4 separate regions of the Mus musculus genome follow, and all the other regions are linked to region 1. Evidence: chromatin contacts called from public Hi-C and HiChIP or PLAC-seq data. All regions are on one chromosome and are shown on one strand. The core of a region is the stretch at or near the end of the contact, and the rest is flanking DNA. Distances in the headings are between cores, read along the strand shown. Region 1 overlaps Sulf1 (sulfatase 1). Region 2 has its middle 18 kb from the start of Gm30898. Region 3 has its middle 35 kb from the start of Gm30974. Region 4 overlaps Gm30974 (a long non-coding RNA gene).

Evidence for each region. Hi-C and Micro-C count contacts between places; a contact is called where the count stands out from the background. HiChIP or PLAC-seq counts read pairs in DNA pulled down with a chosen protein or histone mark.
Region 2: a Hi-C map of uterus shows a contact between it and region 1, with 4 times the contacts expected there. The contact joins two enhancer-like sites. A contact is called at or near these places in 8 of 484 Hi-C or Micro-C datasets (cerebral cortex, cortical neurons, tail fibroblasts and 2 more) and 1 of 9 other capture datasets (embryonic stem cells).
Region 3: a contact with region 1 is called in an H3K27ac HiChIP or PLAC-seq map of embryonic stem cells, with 10 times the contacts expected there. The contact joins two enhancer-like sites. A contact is called at or near these places in 6 of 484 Hi-C or Micro-C datasets (cerebral cortex, cortical neurons, embryonic stem cells and 1 more), 1 of 115 datasets of contacts at active chromatin or transcription factors (embryonic stem cells) and 1 of 9 other capture datasets (embryonic stem cells).
Region 4: a contact with region 1 is called in an H3K4me3 HiChIP or PLAC-seq map of craniofacial prominence, with 6 times the contacts expected there. The contact joins two enhancer-like sites. A contact is called at or near these places in 2 of 115 datasets of contacts at active chromatin or transcription factors (craniofacial prominence and embryonic stem cells) and 1 of 9 other capture datasets (embryonic stem cells).

The regions. Positions count from the first base shown.
Region 1 is chr1:12,834,798-12,837,534 of GRCm38.p6, reverse strand. It overlaps Sulf1 (sulfatase 1), which reads right to left. Exons shown (of 22, transcript NM_001198565.1): 13 at 1,206-1,422. Among named protein-coding and RNA genes, the nearest start is that of Sulf1, 140 kb to the right of the region's middle. Within about 2 kb of position 1,349, at least 78 of the 459 cell types and tissues checked have an H3K27ac peak or open chromatin away from gene starts, as enhancers often do. A contact at or near this core is called in craniofacial prominence, embryonic stem cells and uterus, where this site is marked.
Region 2 is chr1:11,995,258-11,997,994 of GRCm38.p6, reverse strand. No RefSeq gene overlaps it. Among named protein-coding and RNA genes, the nearest start is that of Gm30898, 18 kb to the right of the region's middle. Within about 2 kb of position 1,409, at least 10 of the 459 cell types and tissues checked have an H3K27ac peak or open chromatin away from gene starts, as enhancers often do. A contact at or near this core is called in uterus, where this site is marked.
Region 3 is chr1:12,024,578-12,027,314 of GRCm38.p6, reverse strand. No RefSeq gene overlaps it. Among named protein-coding and RNA genes, the nearest start is that of Gm30974, 35 kb to the left of the region's middle. Within about 2 kb of position 1,319, at least 5 of the 459 cell types and tissues checked have an H3K27ac peak or open chromatin away from gene starts, as enhancers often do. A contact at or near this core is called in embryonic stem cells, where this site is marked.
Region 4 is chr1:12,054,575-12,057,311 of GRCm38.p6, reverse strand. All of the region lies in intron 1 of Gm30974 (a long non-coding RNA gene), which reads left to right. Among named protein-coding and RNA genes, the nearest start is that of Gm30974, 5.1 kb to the left of the region's middle. Within about 2 kb of position 1,336, at least 18 of the 459 cell types and tissues checked have an H3K27ac peak or open chromatin away from gene starts, as enhancers often do. A contact at or near this core is called in craniofacial prominence, where this site is marked.

The DNA of each region.
Region 1 (2,737 bases), core at 100-2,599:
CGAAGAAGAGTCACAGAGACGAGGGAATCGCAACTGTCAGCCTTCCTACAGGGGAGCTTGGTCCCTATAGGACCCCTTACTTTCCAGGTGCAGTAGTGGCTGCCATGACAGACGACGACTTGCACCACTATCACCTCAGGAAAAGAGGAAACCTGCTCCTGTTGTAGGATGCAGTTTGAAAACTTTCTGGCAGGGGACAGTGTTCCTGCTGCTAAGTGGGATGCTTGTATCAGGGGGCCTTGTAACCTTATTAATTCTAGCTGTGATTTTTCTTATGAGGTTTAAGTGTGAAATTTCCTTCCAGGAGGAAAGACAATCCCGTAACTCTGTGTACTGGCTATAAACCACTTTAAGAACCAGTGAAGACCAGTCCACCTAGATAAGGAATTCATGGCCCTCTAGTCTATTCTGTTCAGCACAAAAATGTCGCTTTAAGGAACTCTGAGTCTCTTAAGTGTTTTGTGTCCAATTAAACAGAACTTATTTGTTTCCAGACATAGAATGTGCACAGATTTGAGCCACTTCTCTAATATGCCACGAGGTGGCAGTAGACTATCATTCTTCAGTAGATGTTCCTCCTGTTTTCTGTAGTCTGTATCAATCAGTTACCTGAGAGTTTTTACTAAAAAAAAAAAAAAGAAACAAAAAACCTGTAGGCAGTAAGGATATGCTGTACTGAGTTCAACTAATTTGATACTGCCACTCAACAAGATACAAGCGTCTGACAACATTTAAAGATACAGTCTAAAACATGAAAAATATGCGTTTAAAAACTGCTCATGTCTTTCCTCTAAGGTTAAACACACATGAACTGATTGATACCTAAAATTTAACTTTTAAATCAAGTTAAGGCAGGCATATTAGAGCATTACCATGAAGGTAAAGTCAGATGGCTCTAACCCTCCCCCACTGGTCCCGAGGGACACCCGCTGCGTGTGTGGATGCCCTGGTCCCTAGGAAGTTACTAAGTGGATTTTTATTCTATACTAAGTGAAAATGCTCGCAAAGTAAAATTTCTAGCTGATCTTTGCTATCTTACTTTAAACTGAGCAATGATTTTTGCTTTTATCCTGAAATCTAGGCACCGAGAACATCTCATTTGTGTGTGAATCACGGGGGAGGTTGTCTTGAAAAGGGATCCTCCTGCCGCTGTATGTGTGTGGGGTGTGGGGGGGGGCTGGGGGGGGTCACAAGGTTGAGCTTACTTGGTGTTCCCTTGTTCCTCAGGAACTGCCTTTGATTCTTTCTCTGGCTTCTGCTCGAGCGATAGCCAGAGTCCCTACAATGGCACTCTTTGTCTTTGTCATGCAATCCGCGAGAGTAGAGGTTGCGTGCATTCTGACGGACCGTGAGCAGGTCGCTGGGTCCCTTACACTTGTGGATTCGGAGCTTGCCGGATGTGTCCTCGATGCACTGCCAGTTCTGCAAGAGCCAGCGGGAAGCAGTTGGCGATGCTGAGCCAGTTGTTATTTACAAAGCACCCTAGCAGTAGCTAGGTGTCCGTCAGTCCGGTCCCCCATCATCACCTCCCCCCTCCCCCACCCCTGCCCCGTCCCTCACTGCTAATTCCATTAAGGAGCATAAATGAAAGGGGACTGGCTTTTAAGTGACCCTGCAGTAACTGCTCAGTTCTATTTCGTTTGTGGCAGGCACATACAGATGACAAATCATTGGGAATCAGAACTGCCTCGATGACACTGGCGCTGATAAATGAATCCTCCGCCCCCAGACTAAACAGTCTTGAATGAACCGTGTTAAAACCCTTAGTGTCCCAACACGGAGCCAGCTGTCAGCGCTGCTTCCACCAGGACCCCAAACTGCCCCATTTGTTCTGGAAAAACAAACTTGCCTGCTTTGTTCTCTGCCTCTTGGTTTCTAAAGTGAGCCTGGGCAGAGTGGCAGAGGAGCAAGACGGAGAGGAATTTAATTTGAGGCCATTACCGGCAAAGCCAACTCTGGGTATCCCAGACATTGGCAAACTCATCGTGTTTTCTTTTGATTTTCCTTCTTCTCCTACAAACTCTTCACGCCCGCAGCATGTGGTGGGTCCCAGGGAGACTGATTCGACCTTCCCAGAAAATGCGCTCTGCGGGGGTGGTAGTGGGGGTCGCATTGGGGTTCCTAGTTCCTGTTTTGTCCACAGCTGTGGGAATGCAGCAAGTTCACAGTTCTGGTTCCAACAATGTCTTTTCACCCCGGGAGGCCTCTCAGAAGCCCCTCTCCATTCGAAAGGCCCAATAACTTCTTTACATTTCAGTTTTTCTCTTACAAGCCCTAAAGGACTCACTGGTCAGTAGGAAGAATCCTGGCCTTCATTTGAAGCTATGTTAGCAAGACAACAGAGTGAGCCTGGATAAGGACTAGCACTGTTAAATGTATCCTTTTCTCCCTCCCATATACAAGTGTCGCCTGTGTGCTATTATTGTGTGTATTTCAATGCATAGGTTTCTAAGCTGACACCAGCACAATATACGTATGCTCTAAATATCCATGCGGGCTGAGCCACACATAATTTCAGATAAGTCCTGTCTTGGTGGTAAGGACTTTAATCCTAGCACTTGGGAAGTAGAGGTAGGCGGATCTCTGAGTTCAAGGCCAGACCAGTCTACAGAGTAAGTTTCAGAACAGCCAGGCCTACACAGAGAAAACCTGTCTCAAAAACCTAAAGAAGTCATGTGTGAATAGGATACCCACTCTAGTAGTGTCTATGAGTAGCTCATATCTCCCACTGGTAAGC
Region 2 (2,737 bases), core at 160-2,659, 840 kb after region 1:
AATCTTCATCATTCATTCAGAGTCTCTAGGCTCACATCTGAATATACATTAAGCCAAGAGATTGACTCAAGATGAGGGACACCCACTGGAAATGCCAACAATGATTAGAGAGTGAACTCAATCACAAGGCCAGTTTTCAGTCTGCCTATGTAGGAAAACCCCCCACTCTGATAATCAACTCAGTAGAGTTTGCCAGCTGATCAAATCATGATGTACCAGGAAGATAATAAACACCAGTTCCACGTGCAGATGGCAGAGAAGCCTTGCATTAGGAACTCTGCCTGCCTTACCCTCTGTGTAATCTCCTTTGGCTGGCTCTGATTTCTGATATATTTCCATCGTTTCTTGATTTTGTTTTTAGTTTAGGGACTCTTAGCAAGTTCTATTTTTAGGGTTTTTAAAAATTATTTTCTGAGATAGGGTCTCACATTACAGGTTAGGCTGGCTTCAAACTCTTAGGGTCTTGCTACCTTGCTTTTAAGTACTGGAGTTACAGGCATGAGGCACTGTGCTTTTCTTATATCCTTTATAGTAATGCATGTTAGAATATGAGAGTGTGCAAGTCTTTTATGCAGAGTAGCACAGCATTTGCATTTGGCCAGAGAACCTCCCCCTGTGTATTTCTTAAAAGTACTTGTGGGTTATTTAATACCCAATGCAATGCAAACCCCATATTAATAGGTACAATGCACCGCTTAGAGAATGATGACAACAATAAAAATATAACACTACAGATGCATTTTTTTTCTTTCTTCAGATTTATCAATGTGCTGCTTTTGGTTGAATCTAAGCATGCAGAACCCACACACATAGAGAGATTGTGTAAACTTTCACTAGCTGGTGGTGGGCAATACCTAAGAGAAGAACTCCTGTGTCAAAGGATTTTGCTTACCAATGGACAAAATCACTCACACACACACACACACACACACACACACACACACACACACACATGCTCACAATAACACACACACCTGAATTTCCAATGAGCCAGATTTTAGAGGACCAGACACAATCTTATTCCATGGGGGCTTCTCGGCATCTGGCCTTGTTTAAAGGGCATGTGAGAAGAATTATCATTTCTTTAATACCATCTGGCCTTGACCTTTCCCACAAGTCTGGTCATGAAGAGATTTCCCATGGAATTCTGCTCTGGATATTATATACATCTGACTTCTTGGAAAAGCCAAGAAATCATCAGAGAAACAAGAATACCCCAAGGACACAGAGATGCACTGAACTGAACTGTCACACATTCCTCACAACAACATAATACAGGAGAACAGAGTGGACTCTCTGGGATAACAGTCAGAAATTGGGGGAAAATTTTGGCTCTCTTAGCATAGGCAGCTTCACTCCCCCAAGGAGCCTTGCTTTTCTTAGCCCACAGTGGATTTAAAGTTATGGCCTGAGTGGCTATTCCCAGCTCAGTTGATTTCTCATGAGCCATATATATTCACATGTCCCAGACAAGATCATTTTGGTTTTCAGCACTTGAAGTTCTGGGAAGAGAGAGAGCTAAATTATGTGAGAGCACTCCCAGTCGGGGGTGGGAGTGCACATAGACATAGTTGTTCTAGCAGCAATAAAACTGGGGTAATAAAGGGAATTGAAGGTTCAGGGGGTTTGAGGCCTCAGATATTGTGTTCAATTAATTATTATAGAGTGGCCAGAGCATCGATTCCAGCTGAAGCATAGCGCAGCTGGGTCTGGCTCATCAGATAAGGCAGTTGTTTCTGAGGTTACCCATGAAGATGAACGGCCTTCGAAGCTCTTGTTTTCTTAGGAAAGAGTTTTTATCACTGTGGAGAACATAACAAACCTTCATAAGTTTGTCTCAGCACAAAGGTGAGTACAAGATCCCTCGCCTACTCAGTTTTGTCACAAGTGGCTCGTACATTTTCTAACAAATGCAGCACTGGGGGAGACTTCCTGCCAGAACTAGTGAATGAGCTCAGAACATGGCATAGAAAAGCCAGAGTATCAGAAATTGATAAGATATTCTCAATAAAGTAAATACTGATGCCAAGTCCAAGAGGCACTTTCTTCAGACTCTTCCAACTGTGGATTGTCTTTCTTTTGATCATTTGGATTATGAAATCTATGTGAAACAGAGGTACATCTAAGCCATTGTTAAAGCATAGCTGTTAGATTTTCTTCAGTGACTCTACACCCATTCTCATCTACAAAATAAATGTAACCATGTTCACATTGTTACGGAAGTTTGGTATAAGTATTAACAGATAAATGGACCCATCCATTTGTCACCAGAAAGATGGGTGGCAGGACTCTCTGCATGACTCTGGAGTGCCACAATTAAAGGGGCTTAGGTTCTTAAATAAAATGGTGTCTAATTTGCATATAATAACTATAATTGTCCCATATTCTTTAAATATTTGTAGAGTATTAATTATTACCAGTATATGTAAATATAAACAGATGCCCATACAGTATTGCCTAGAAGCTAACAACAAGGTGGAAGGATCACCATGATAGGTACAACTGTCTTCCAAGCAGTTTTGATGGGCACTGATTGAAACCATGCACCTAGAATCTGTAGATACAGAGGTCATCTATGCGTATAAAACTCAATGAACGTTAGCTTAACCATAGAAGAGTATTTGCAAAGGGCAATGGTCTGCTGTTCCTTACTTCCTTTTTGGGATGTGGGCAAGATGTAGATAAAGGAATTTGTTTTGTAAACTGCAATGTTGCCCTTGGCAACTTTACTGTAACT
Region 3 (2,737 bases), core at 70-2,569, 810 kb after region 1:
TGAGTTTTGTATTAGCAAAAACTAAGTGTCAATAGTAACCTTGAATAATGGTGAAATAGACAAGATAAATTCCATAACCAAAGTTATTTTTCTATTTGAGTTGCCAAAAACATTGTTTAATAAGTGAATATGTATATTCTATGGTCATATTTAGGCATCTGAATTTGAGAATATTCTTAGTCTCTTTTCAAACAAAAGGAGACTAACAACTTTTTCTCCTTCGGCTAGCGATAGTGATACATAGGAGAGAGCTGGGATTTGGTGCATGGCATCTGGTATCCTGTTATGAACAGAAATGGCTCTTCAGAGTCAGTCTGTTTCATTCCCAGCAAAGCATTGTCTCTAATGGGCAAATTAAATGTGTTTATGCTCTCTGTCATGGAGGCAAAACAAATAACTAAAGCATTGTGTGGTGTTCTCTTTCAGCAGATAAAGTATCAGGAACAGTTTTCATGCAGCAGGACATTTTGAAATCAAGACATTGTGTGTATTCTTTGGATTTTGACAAAATTCTCTAGACTTTGAACTACATCTTTATTCCCTCTGGAGATAAAAGTCTATATGGAAGTACTTTACCTGCTTGCTAATCAGCTGTATAATTTCTGAACATGTGTTTACTGCAAAAATCTTTTTATGAGCTTGTAGATTAGTTTAAAAGGTTTCCTGGATTGTGTCCAGTTATTTGAAACATTGCAACTTTAAAAGAGCCCTCTTCTGAAAAGATCTTCATATCTGCAAAGTGTTTGAGCCTGTTTCTGGTGTCTCCTCCTTATCATATATGTTGTATGAGGCTTAAAATTAAAAAATGACTAGTTTGAATTAGGGAGATAAAATTTTATTTTGACATAAGCATATTTGGTTATTAATTTTTTCTTAGGTTGTCATATTCATAACTTTTAGTATTACATTTCTACCTTATTAAGCCAATATATTTGCATACCTTCATAACAGGGTAATTCAGAATATGGTTTAATATATAATTATTAAAGCATCCCAGCAGATCTTCATTTGTTCCTTCTTTCCTCCAAATCCAGTCTCTCAGTCTTATGCTCACATCTGTGGCAGACCTCCCCTGTGTCCCTTCTCCCACCTCCAGTATCTCACATAGATCTTCCCTTACAAACTTTCCTTCCCAGAACTCACTGCTCTATCCCAGCCCCCAGATCCAGCAGGGACTCCCTAGGAAGAAACCCACAAGCCATTCAGACTAGGAAATCAAGTAGAGGAATGCAGATATTCACCTTCCTCTCCATTTCTCCATCTAATGGCTTAGCCTCATTCCCAGCTCAGTAGCAGACCACCTGTGTAGCTGTTTGTATTCTAATGCTAATTGGGTCCTCTAAAACTGTTTGCAAGAGAAAGTCTGAATGTAGCTTCTGGGAACCTGTCCCAATTAATTCTGATTGGTAAATAAAGATGCCAGCTGCTAATAGCTGAAGAGGAGAGACATAGGTTTAGGGTTCCAGGGTTTGGGACCATAGCAAGGGGAAGGATAAAGACATAGAGGCAGCTATGGGAGGAGAATAAAGTTTAGGAGGGAGAAGCAAAGCTACTATGTAAAGGGAATGCTACACAGACAGTTGCTCAATTGGGTCAAGAGAAGCCAAGATAGAAAATATACATTGGTAAGTAGTAACTTGGAGTTACTGGTGAGAGGTAGATTTTAACAGCATGGACATTAGGCAGTTGCCCAGCTATTGTGGTGCTTTTAAGGCATATCAAAATATAAAGGCTGTGTATGTGTCTTTCAATCGAAAACATAAACCGTTGAGACAGTTGTAACCCTGCATCAGGATTTATTTAAAATATCATTACTATACACATGCTGTGGCCTCTCCTCATTCTCTCACCCATTCCCAAGGGACTAAGCAGGTCCTGATGAAACACCCTGCTTTCATTCTTTATTGGACGCCCCCCCCCCAGCCCCTCATCCTAGTCCATCCCCGTTCCTAAGTGTCAGTTCCAAATATCTAGAATATATTTTTCTTGGAACCTCCAGTGGCCACATCTATCAGAATCCCAAAAGAGTTTCCTACTAGGCAACACACAGTCACCATATTCTCCTAATTACCAGAGAGAGCAAATGAATCAAACAAGATATCCAGCCAACAAAGACAAGACTAGATATCAGCATCAAGAATTATAATCTTCTCAAACTCAAATGCCTAGGAAATCACCTTAAAAACCTTTAAATCACATTTAGTAACAGCCAAGATAATATGTCTCCACTAGAGTCTAGCAATCCCACCACAGCAGGCCCTGAATATGCCACTATGGCTAAAGTACAAGAAAAAGTCCTGATAATAGCCTTTATAAATATGATCGGTGTCCTTAAAAAGAAATTAATACATCTTTTAAAGAAATGAATAAAAACACAAACAACTTACAGGAGAAAATGAAGGAAACAGTTTAAGCCTGAAAAATGGAAATGAGATCAATAAAGAAAATCAAAACTGAGGGAAATCTAAAAATGAAAAGTTTAAGAACTCAAACAGTGACTTCAGAGGCAAACTTCACCAGCAGAGTACAGTAGATAGAGAATGTTAGGCATTGAAGACATGAGAGAAAAAATAGATACATCAGCCAAAAAATGTTAAATCTTGAAAACTTCTATCACAAACATCCAGGAAATCTGGGCTATGATGAAAGGAACAAATCTAACAATAATAGCAAGAGAGAAGAGAAGAAACCCAGGTAAAAGGCACAGAAAACATTTTCATCAAATTCATAGAAGAAA
Region 4 (2,737 bases), core at 87-2,586, 780 kb after region 1:
CCCCATAAAGGGCAGAACTCACATCCTTATAGTCTTTGACAGCTCAGGGTGTGAATCCAAAAGGGAGCTAGACTTAATTGTACAAAGAGAATAAATATGCAGTAACTCCCCAGCCAGCTCCAGCAATATACATCTCTCCTGGGCAAGATTTCTACCATCTCTACTTACAGAAAATCGCTTGCTGCAGACAGAGATCTAAGAAATACTTCGAAAACTAAAAGACCTTTTGGAATATAGAGCTGTTTGATGATTTTTCAAAACATAATTTACTTTTTTATTCTAAATGAGGGAGCAGAAGAGACCATTCACTACATGTATGCATTCATGTATATTTATCATATTATTACATATTATTACTTCATGCTTTAAGTTTTATCTAGGAAAAGAGTAGAGATTTATTTTGAAACGCAATTTTCTCACTGCTTATGTTCTTCCATTTTGTATGAACACTATCAGTGATGGAAACGCTTCATCTGAAAGAGTAACTTGAAATAATTCAGATTCTTTGAAAGAGATTGTCCTCAAAATAAAATCTTGAGGTTTTGTGTTGCATTTAAAAAACATTGCCTTTTGTGTCATACACCTTTGATGTTTTTCAGTTGATGATTAAATCTTCATGTTTTTGGTTTCCTGGTTATAAAAAAGCATGGAAACAAAGGCAACACTGCCACAGGGGTGTGATGCAAGAGGCAATCATATAAAATGAGGTTTGGATGTAACTTAGCTTGAAATTGTACCACCTAAGTAAGTAAGGTGTCTCTGTTATTATGAAAGTTTTGTACTTGCAAACTTCTGGAAAACAAACAAACAAAACTTTCATTTGTGGAGTTGAGCATGTTAACAGGAAGCAAGCTTTCAGTCACTTAGAAAGGCACTTTTCTTCCTCTGACACAAATTTTGCTTTTGTGATTTGATTGACAGCCATCCCACTGTCTATAAACAATCCACCATTACCCCAAATTACCATTCAGTCCCTGCATCCAACATTTAAACATTGAGTGGTTTTGCGTTCAATAAAATTCCTTTTCATTCCTTCCTAGGTTGCCATGTCTCTTCAAACAGAGACAGAAAAGCTCCGGTCTGTGTCAGACAGATTTTAATTTTCAGTCCCCATCCATTTGCAGAGGACTAGACACAGGCAAACAGACTCTCCCCCAAAGCCTAGCAACCTGCAGTTTAAACAGTCAATGCATAAGAGTCCTGGGATGGGGGCCTGGACCTGTTCACACATGAATAAAGAAGATTAAGATTTCCTTTCAAAGACCTGAAGCCTTTTTGACAGCCAGTGTCAACAGCACTGTCTGCCTTCAATGTGAACCAGTCTTCTAGCACAGATTCCCACAGGGAGGTCCTGCCTATTAGCATGCATCACACCACTGTTCCTTGTCGGTATTTAATGGGAGAATAAGGGGGTAAAGTTTTGCAAACTCTTACTTAGGCACAAAGAAAGGATAACTTACAGGAATTGTTGAAAGAAAATACCAGTGAACATGAACACCTACAGGGAGCATTTAAAAAGTGAAGAGCCCAGAAGGGAAAGGAAGAATAGTTGGGATTTCTATTATCTAATTGCAGAGAAGTTAACAAAAGCTTTGTAGCCAAAGAGGTGTTTTGAAATTCCCTCAAAAAATCAGCTTTACTCCAAGAAGGGGGAAAAAAAATAATGTCTAACTTTTATTTTCAAGTAAGGGTATAGGACAGCTTCAGAAAATAAGAGTTTATTATCAACATACTTAAATAACCATCCTTATAATTAGGGGAACACTTTCAAAAGGAAGACTTAATTTTTTCTTAATATTTATTAAGGAAAAATTAAAGTAAGTGCTTTATACATAGGCGATTTGTAGCACTAAACGAATGGACTAGGGCTTTATTACATAGTGAGTTTCATAACAAATTTGTGTCCTTAATAAAAACCACAAAGGGGGAAATAGTATCCTGTGTATGAATGGCAGCCTCTCCAACTTGTCAGAGACAAGTTCTAACACTGGAACATGTTAGCATATGGATCCTCTCTCCTTTGAAACTGTATCCCATCCTCCTACTAATTAATATGTGCCAAATTATTTGAGGATGAGTTGAAATACTTAAATTATACTTATTTATAAGATCATGGCTGTCTTTCATTATGTGACCAATGTTTACACAATTTGATGTCAACTTTGATGTCAACAATTTGATGACCAGACAAGAATATAAACCAAAATGTACAACTGCATAGATGGCTGCCATGCTTCCATACCAATGAGACTCAGTGGCTTCAGCAGAACTGGGAAAAGGCTCTCACTGATCTACCTACCCTCCTTCATTGATTGAATACTAGAGTACCCTATGCCAGGAACTGGAATAAAGGCTGGACTACACCAAATTCAACTGAAATAGTCTGGAAAGTGCCAATTATATGCTAGCTTTCCCTGCACAAATCATGCTTTTGCTGCATTTGACAATTTTAAACCAATGAGAGTATTTACACCACAGAAAATAGCAATGCAGCAAAATAGGGATAACTTGTTGTTGGTGGTAGGGTTTTGGTTTTGTTTGTTTGTTTATTTATTTATTTATTTGCAATTGATTGACATATATTTGCTAATATCTCACTAGATAGACAAGGTGTTTCTTTCCTCTTTTTCATACTCAGGTATACGTTATCTAGATACTTTTGCAATGTATATCCAGAGATGGCTCTTTTGTGATAAAAGGATAGGACAAAACTAAGAAGACTGTACCTCATAGATTT